3 separate regions of the Mus musculus genome follow, and all the other regions are linked to region 1. A link is a contact called in public HiChIP or PLAC-seq data. All regions are on one chromosome and are shown on one strand. The core of a region is the stretch at or near the end of the contact, and the rest is flanking DNA. Distances in the headings are between cores, read along the strand shown.

Evidence for each region. HiChIP or PLAC-seq counts read pairs in DNA pulled down with a chosen protein or histone mark.
Region 2: an H3K27ac HiChIP or PLAC-seq map of large pre-B cells shows a contact between it and region 1, with 2.5 times the contacts expected there. The contact joins two enhancer-like sites. A contact is called at or near these places in 1 of 115 datasets of contacts at active chromatin or transcription factors (large pre-B cells) and 3 of 9 other capture datasets (adipose tissue, liver and pancreatic islet).
Region 3: a contact with region 1 is called in an H3K27ac HiChIP or PLAC-seq map of large pre-B cells, with 3 times the contacts expected there. The contact joins two enhancer-like sites. A contact is called at or near these places in 1 of 484 Hi-C or Micro-C datasets (uterus), 1 of 115 datasets of contacts at active chromatin or transcription factors (large pre-B cells) and 1 of 9 other capture datasets (adipose tissue).

What each region holds. Positions count from the first base shown.
Region 1 is chr10:4,867,382-4,870,473 of GRCm38.p6, reverse strand. All of the region lies in intron 5 of Esr1 (estrogen receptor 1 (alpha)), which reads right to left. Among named protein-coding and RNA genes, the nearest start is that of Esr1, 160 kb to the right of the region's middle. Within about 2 kb of position 1,758, at least 6 of the 459 cell types and tissues checked have an H3K27ac peak or open chromatin away from gene starts, as enhancers often do.
Region 2 is chr10:4,715,246-4,718,072 of GRCm38.p6, reverse strand. All of the region lies in intron 2 of Esr1 (estrogen receptor 1 (alpha)), which reads right to left. Among named protein-coding and RNA genes, the nearest start is that of Esr1, 6.5 kb to the right of the region's middle. Within about 2 kb of position 1,517, at least 10 of the 459 cell types and tissues checked have an H3K27ac peak or open chromatin away from gene starts, as enhancers often do.
Region 3 is chr10:5,078,517-5,081,406 of GRCm38.p6, reverse strand. The region is part of intron 127 of Syne1 (spectrin repeat containing, nuclear envelope 1); the gene reads left to right. Among named protein-coding and RNA genes, the nearest start is that of Gm51757, 250 kb to the left of the region's middle. Within about 2 kb of position 1,311, at least 70 of the 459 cell types and tissues checked have an H3K27ac peak or open chromatin away from gene starts, as enhancers often do.

The DNA of each region.
Region 1 (3,092 bases), core at 509-3,008:
TAACCAGTTCAGTGAAGCCCTCCCCCCCACACACAAAAATCGAATATCACTCTATTCCATTTGAGGAAAATATTCCTTATAGATGAGAGGAGAGAAACACATATTTAGAACCTGAACCCATACTTCAGAAAGCATCTTCCCACAGCCGAAGGCCTTAAATGAGCTTTCTCAATTCAAACTATTGATCTCCTATGTTTGAATGGCCTGAGGAAACAGAGGCAAACATCCGGACCAAGTCAAATAAACAATGTGGCAAAACGAAATAGACAGGAACAACACTAAGTTTCTCAAAAGTGATTTGTTGCATCCAAAACTTTCTTTTTCCCCTTTATGGTAAGAATGCAAACAAACGTTCTACAAGGAAATGTTGCTGCCAATACTGTAAGGTAGAAAACTATTCGGAGAACCGGGTTTCACCTTCGGCTCCTGTAGAGTTACTTACACTTTAACAGCCAGCTTAAGCTGTTCAAGAACAGATGCCTGCCCTCGTTACAGCACAGGAACCGTCCACCTCTTTATTAGATTTTATGTTTATAAAATAATGCCCTAATGAATACATGCGCTACCACAAGAGGAAACCTTGCTTCGCTCCAGAGCAAGGCGCTGCCACCATTTCATTAGATTTTGCCTTCCTTAAGCAGCCCCACTTCTCTTCCCTTTGCCATTATGTTAGGGCTCTCCTGGATGCGGTTGAGTGATAAGTGCTAGATTGAAATAACAAGGTCATTTGATCTTTTCAAATTAAATCACAGGGAGTTTGCCTCAAGAATTATTAAACAGCACTTAGGTTTTAACACACCAAACAATCAGCTCACCAGGAAAAATGTTCCTCAAAGAAGTAACCGTTCAGGCTTGGCAGATAGCTCAGTAGGTGAAGTGCTTGCTGCCAAATCCTGGGCTATGAGTTCAATTCCCAGCCCTTACATAGAAAGCCAGGTAAGGTGGTACATGCTTATAATTCCAGCACCATGTGGGTACTGGTTGGGGAATCAGAGACAGGAGCTCACTCAGGCATCCCAGCACTCCAGACCAGAGATAGACCATTAAAAAATTAACCTTGAAAAAATTAAGGTGGATAACTCTTGGCAAACAATCCCAGGGTTGACTTCTGGCTTTTGTGTGCATATATACTAACAAATATGTGTACCTGCACATATTCACCTCTCTTATACCACAAAGGAGTATCCATCCAAAGATGAACAGGGACTAGGGACATGGGTCAGTGGAAGACTATGTGTTCAGTATGTACAAGGTCCCAAGTTCAACCCCAAATACCAAACACCAACAAAAAGGCAAATTTGAATGAGTTAGAATTGAACACACTGTGTGGAAGAGTTTGGTTAGCCACAGAAGCAAAGCTCAGATTCCCTGGATCTAGGGAAGGAGAAAGAGTTAACACAGTCAATGATCCATCTGAAAAAAACAGAATGTCAATACCAAGCAGCTCATGACTCTTGTGAGATGCAGTATCAACACCCCTGAAGCTGTGATATCTGCTGTCAAAGTTCAAACACCACAAGCCAGGAAAAATCAAAAACAAAACTTTTACCACTAAACTCTCTACCTCTTCATCCTCAGTATGGCCACAAGGGTGGAAGTGCGGCCTTGCTTTCCTAATGACTTTGACCTTTCAGCTGTGACTTACCTGAGCGACCATCTGCTGTGGGAAAGAAAGAAACACATATCTAAGTTCCATCTCACCCAAGTCTAATGCTTGCCGATCAATTTCAGTGTCCAAGCACTTCCTTGAGGCTGTGGATTTAGTAAGAAAAAAAAAATCTTAGCATGAGTAATTTTAAGCTAGGCATGGTTGAACAGAGAACGGTAAGAAGTATGCCAAAAGGAAACAGCCAGGTTTCTACTAGAGCCTAACACAAAGCATAAAGTCAAACCGTAGACTCCTGTATGAGATAAACTTTAAGTATCTTTGATGAGGCTGTTGTTGTTGTTGTTGTTGTTGTTGTTGTTGTTGTTGTTTTGCTTGCAGTATTATAAGTAGGTGGAATTGGGAAATAGTAAGTTCTTTTAATTAGACTCCAATAGAGATGTTGTCTAGTGGACTCACAGATTCTTATCTTTCCTCTATCTTAGCTGTCTTGAGGGCCAATAATGACATTCTCTCCTTTCTATAATTCACCAGTGGTTAAGCCCTAAAAAAAATACAAAAACTAACATCTGTCATCACTGGGGCGTAAATTTCTTGCACATTAGGGAAATTCAAGCCAAACTCAGTCAGCCATGGTGACACTGAAGGTGCACAAGTTGGCCTTTGGAGTTTAATAGACCAAGTTGGGAGTAAATAGATCCCAGAGATCTAGGCACACAAAAGGTAAAGCCCCCAAACCTAGACCAGTCATCCCAGAAAGCTACTCAACCCTCTAGAAACATGGAAAGCGGCAAATTGTCATCTCGTTAAAAACACCTGCTTGTCAAGAAAGATATTTTAATCCAAAAGGAAACATTTGTTTTGTTCCAGGAATACTTATTCTAAATGAGTTTCTGACCGTTTTATTTAATTAGAAGATATCTTTATATTACAATTTGACTAATTGGATATCAAAGATTTGCACAGTCATTTAATCTCTCTTTACATTTTTTTATTTATTGAAGTGTGTGTGTGTGTGTGTGTGTGTATGTTTGCAGGCACACACTTGTGTGCACAGGCATACCATAACACAAAATGCGGAGGTCAGAGGACAACAGGCAGGATCAGTTCTCTCCTTCCACTATGTTCATTAAAGAGACCAAACTCAGTTCACCAAGCTTGGCAACAAGTACCTTTACCTGCTGAGTCACCTCACTAGCCAATATATATAGTTTCTAAAAGCAAGGTAGTGGCTTAAACAAATTAAATTCAGGTGGCCAAAAAAACAGCATCTTTCAGTTGAAAGAAGAATTTCAACTACAGAATTGTCAGAACACAAAATGACAACAACCAGTGTGGAGTTCTTAAGGGACATTATTTTGCTATTCTACAATCAGGTCAGTGATTCATCTGATGAAATGGGATATGGTACAATGGACCAAGAAGAAGAGATGGGCTTTGTGGATAGACACAGGCTGAAGAAATCATGAAATAAAAAATGGTTTAT
Region 2 (2,827 bases), core at 268-2,767, 150 kb after region 1:
CCAAAGTTTTTCTAACTATAATGCATAAGGACTCCAAAAAGTACAAAATTATAGTGGGGGTGGGGAGAAACTGAGTCGGGGGAGGTGGGAATGTTTTGAAAATACATTCATAATAACATAAAATGTTAAAGGATTGGAATCCTACATTTGTTTGTGGTTTAGGTTTGACATTTTCACATAGCAGTAGTACGTGTTTAGGAGAATTACAAATATCAATCTGGTTGATAATATCACTGGGATTTTCTGATTCTTAAATCATAGCCAAATAAAATAAATCCAAGTGTATTAGAAGCCTTTGATGTCTGTATAGGATAAACATCCCGATGCTACATGGTATCCAGAAAAACACCATACCCAGACAGAGCCTAGTGTTCTGTAACTATCATTGTCACTATTGTTACCATCAAAGACTTCATCTGTCACCTTCAATATTATCACCACCATCACCATCATTACCACCATCTCCCACACTATCATCACAGGTCACCACCGGACTTAACCATATCACTTATAAACAGTTACAGCAACCTTATTGTCTAAACCAACTCACTTGAAATTGCTTCATTAAACTACATAAAATTCTGTCGGTTGGTAATGGAATACATATCTTTCTAAGTGTCGCATTTTAACCAAATACAGTTAAGTATGCATCACTTTAGACACTATTGATTAAGGCAAATGTGTTCCTGGAATTTCTATTAATATTCTTCAGGCACAGCACACAGCAACTATTTTTCTCCTATCCTGAGACCAAGCATATCATAAAGGTGTCTCCCTTAACCTTCAGTTGAACACTCTGGGAGTAGGACAGCAGGATGAAGAGGGAGCTCTTTGAAAAACAAAACTATCCATCAATTCACTGCAAGAGCTGGACCAGTAAAAAAAGACTCCTTAGTAACTTTGTCAAGCCACTGCCTCCTCTTGGTGAAAGCTCTTAAGCTTTCACTCTGGTCGGTAAACAGCAGTACTTTTGGCTTTATCTAGAATCTCCCTGGGGGCTATGTATTTTGGTTCTAAACAAGAGTAGCCATTCTGTATCTTCCTTTCCTGAATTAGTGAACTGAGACTCAACATTCTAAAGAAAAGTTAATTTGTTTCTTTCTCCCCTTTCACCGTCATGGTCTCCCAGGGCTGGAGGGGAGAGGCAGGGAGACACAGGACCTGACCGCCACACTCCATACACTGCTCTCTCAAGCTGGACCTTCTAAAATTACACTAAAAAGAACCCTGGCATCACAGGGAAGATAGAAGAGGGCTGAAGTTGTGTATAATATGGAGTTGGTAAAAAACATGACTCAAATCTGAGAATTTCTTCATGTAAAACTTTTCACATGATCCTTTTGACTTTGGATATACTAACACACATGTTCTTTCTGATGACCAGCAGATCTGGCTTGTAGGAAAAACATTTCTTGTTACCGCTACTCTCTGTTTATAAAGAAACTCTTGGCCACTCATATGTGTCCCTTCCTCTTGCTCTAGTGCACACAAATGTACAAACAGCTATTCAAATGTGGGTAAAGTAACTTAAAAGCCTGCAATTTTCATGTAGCTTACATACTGCCTTCACATGCACAGTCTCCTATGTAAAGCCCTGTGTTCTTGCCGTCCTCACCCTCCCTGCTGTCTACTGCCCCTGCCTTCTGTTTTAAAGTATAAGAAACCAAAAGTGCTCAACCCGAATTCTCTCAAATTATGAACTTCACAACTTTATGAATGTATAAACTGGGGAATGGGATCCAAGTTAACAGAGCACCGCATAAGATTGGAGGAAATAGCAATTACCCCTGAGAGCTCTCTCCGTGGCAGTAAGAGCCACATGGGGCTGGCAACAAAAGAGAAGGGACACAGATGTGATTCCATCCACATCCAAGCATACGCTCCGTCCCGAGCAATGTGTGGTTCCTTGCACTATTCTTAGACCAACTTAACATGGCAGGTGGTCGGCAGCAATTTAAATGATTAAGACATGTAAAGACCAAAAGAAAAGGGGTGGTCTGATCATTCAAGTGCATGGGGGGAACCACGGGAAACATGAACATCCATCCCTCAACTCTCTCCCAAGACCTCCTCAAAGCAGAAAGGTGGTCTTCAGTGATCACCACAGACAAAGTAGTTCTCCAGACTACACAGACATCGGGATCCAAATTATCAGAGGATTGGCTGATGTGGACGGCTTGTTTCTTAAGTTTGGGTTGCTTTGGTCTGGTTTGAAACGTAGCACCTAGACATACTGACAAAATTCAAAATATTCAGGCAGCATTAAACACCTGTGTTGAATTTTTTTTAAAGCCTCAGTGAACAGAAGTGTTTCGCCTTGAACTTTCTTTGAAATCCTCAAAGTTGTCTGAATCCCTAAGAATTCTGAATAAAATGACTTCCATGAAATTCTCAGTAACACACAACCTACAAAACCACAGCTTGTTGATTACCAACAGAGCATGTCTCTGCAACAAGTTACCTGGACAAGTGGCAGTGTTTCTCACTTAATTACATGCCCCAAGCTATTTTACCTGCTACATCTCCTCATACCTAAATATGGCTGCATGTTGTGGCCAATGGAAAAAGGAACCACAGCATGTAGACTCAGAGTAAATCAAGCTTTGCCCAAATTCCCTGAACATCCTGTGGCCCACTCAAATATGTTCTCATAAAGAGCTCACGAAGCAGCCCCACTCCACAATCAGGAATAATAAATCTTGCTCTTATTGGTCCATAGACACCAAGCCAACGTAGATGGAAAAAAAGATAAAATGAAGATGGACAAATTAGCTTTTTTCTTTATATAAATAAAATTACAGCAACTTACCTACACATTTTGCTTTTC
Region 3 (2,890 bases), core at 62-2,561, 210 kb before region 1:
CGGCGCATTCCCATTTCCTCCTGGTTATGTGCCAGCATGGATCATAGTCCGGCGCATTCCCATTTCCTCCTGGTTATGTGCCAGCATGGATCATAGTCCGGCGCATTCCCATTTCCTCCTGGTTATGTGCCAGCATGGATCATAGTCCGGCGCATTCCCATTTCCTCCTGGTTATCTGCCAGCATGGATCATAGTCCAGTGCATTCCCATTTCCTCCTGGTTATGTGCCAGCATGGATCATAGTCCGGCGCATTCCCATTTCCTCCTGGTTATGTGCCAGCATGGGTCATAGTCCGGCGCATTCCCATTTCCTCCTGGTTATGTGCCAGCATGGATCATAGTCCGGCGCATTCCCATTTCCTCCTGGTTATGTGCCAGCATGGATCATAGTCCGGCGCATTCCCATTTCCTCCTGGTTATGTGCCAGCATGGATCATAGTCCGGCGCATTCCCATTTCCTCCTGGTTATGTGCCAGCATGGATCATAGTCCGGCGCATTCCCATTTCCTCCTGGTTATGTGCCAGCATGGGTCATAGTCCGGCGCATTCCCATTTCCTCCTGGTTATGTGCCAGCATGGATCATAGTCCGGCGCATTCCCATTTCCTCCTGGTTATCTGCCAGCATGGATCATAGTCTTCTTTCCCGACTGATTGTCGTCTGATCCCAAGACTTTGATGCTCTTAGATGCAGAGGCCATTTCTTTGGACAAGCCAGTGCCTATAGCAGCTAAGTGTTGTTTGCCTATGGGGAATAATGAAGGCAATGTCCTCCGTATATGTCCTAATACTTAGGTACCTCTGAGGATAAAAATAATGCCAGAATTATCATATTTTGGAGATGAAGAAATTGATAGTCATATGATGATTTCTCATTCAGGCAAATCGTGTAATCATTCCATGAAAGTATTATTATTACTAACTAAGTCAGACATTCATATTTTCTAAAATTGTCGATAGAGTACATATATCTACTTGAAAATACAGCTTGAAAGTGGTGTTTGGCCACATGATATGCTCTGAGGAGATTTATACACTGTGCCTGTGAGCAGGCCAAAACCTGAAAAAAAAAAAAAAAAAAGGAAGTAGATAGAGTATGCTTCTAGGATCTTCCTCTGCCAGACTCCTGAGGTATGAAACTAACACATAATTATTCTGTCCCAGTCCAATCTACACTCGAGTGTTTAAACCAGTGAGATAGTAGTTTTGGGTCTGGCCAGGTGCCAGGATGTAATACTTCTGGAGGAGAGGGACCCAGAGGTTTTAGTGGCTCCTGGGTTTGTCATTTCCGGTGAACTACTGTCAAATATGAATCCAAAACAGGAAACAAGCCAGTGCTCTACTCCTTGTAAAAGTCGCCAAACTCTGCTGAACACAGATGGCGTTACGCCAGCTCAGGAGGAGCCAGCCGGCTCTGCTCCCTTCGAAGCGGCTGATGTGCAGGAGTAACTGGGAGGGTCCACAGATGAGGATGAGGAAGCCAGCTTCAAGCAGATGCTTGGGAGCATCAGAAGAAAAGCAAAAGGGAATTGGCTTTTCAGCTGCCCAAGGGATCTGTTGTAGCTAGCTCCCTTGAGGATTATATTGCTTTTCTTCCTCTGTTGCTTGTATAGAACTATGTGTGATTCTAGCTGTAATGTAAATATATAACACTGCACCACTAGAATTGCTCATGTATATGCATTTGTATGTGTGCATTTGTGTGTGAGTGTGTGTGTCTGTTTACACCCACCCACAATGTCTTGATAAAAACACTTACTGTTAGAAAAAAAATGTACTACCTATTCAGCTGTCTCACTCTGGAGGCAATATACCATGGCGGCAGTACCCTTAAGACAATATATGTGCTGAGCTGGTAAATTTCAGGGTTTCAACTGAATCCAAAGAAAGAAATGGTTCATTTATATATAGCTTGGATATTTAGTTTATAAACAACATCAAATGCCACCCTTCTTAGGGATTTACATCTTTGCAAAAAAGGTTTTGGCCCTGGCTTGCACCCAATGCTTGCAGCCCACATATTTAGTTTTTGGTTTTTTTTTTTCAGTCATAGCTCCACAGTAAACAAATGAAAGCAGTGTCATCATGTTGTGAGACAAACAGGAAGGATGCATATTCAAACTGCTCCCTGGAGACATTGAGCACATGAATGCTAAGAAGGAAAAACTATCAAACTAACACAACATTGTCAAACCTGTGGTGTTTGACAGTGCTTTTTAAATTGTCACTTGCCTGTGTCTTCCTGTCAACACACCACATCCTGGGATAGATATAGTACAGCACTTGACATATGAAAGGTGATCGATCATTTGTTACAAACACTAAATACTAGTGTTTGGAGAAAATGCAGTGTCAAATGAGAAAAGACAGGCTCGTAGAAGATGAGAAACTTGCTCTATTTTTGATGGCAGAGTAGTGGAGACTAGCCTTGAGTCTTAGCTGCGTCTGGACATGTGATTGATCCTTCTATAAATTACAGCCTAGAGCAAAGACTCCAGCTTTACTGAGCCTACCTTTGACTAACCAAAAGCCAATCACTTAAACTGCCTAATTCACTCTGGGCACATCAACTTCTCAAAGAAATAGGTGATTTCCTTTTATCGTGTGACCACCCTCTCTGTGGATGTTGGTGAAGGGGGAGCCCTAGCATATGTTTTCTGCATCATGGCCAACAAGCAGAGGAAGCTACTCAGAGGGAGACAAACCCATCTCAACTCTTAAGGAGGGAGCTTCTTTTCTTTAGAGGGGAGTCACCAATCCTGAGAATTTCTGCTTGTATCAGTTGAACCTAAGCTGTAGCTGCAGCCACCCCCTCCTGTCTGATACTGTAGGATGACGGATGAATCCCGAGTCTTGGTGTTCCAGAAGAGCAGATCTCTCTGTGCTTACTGG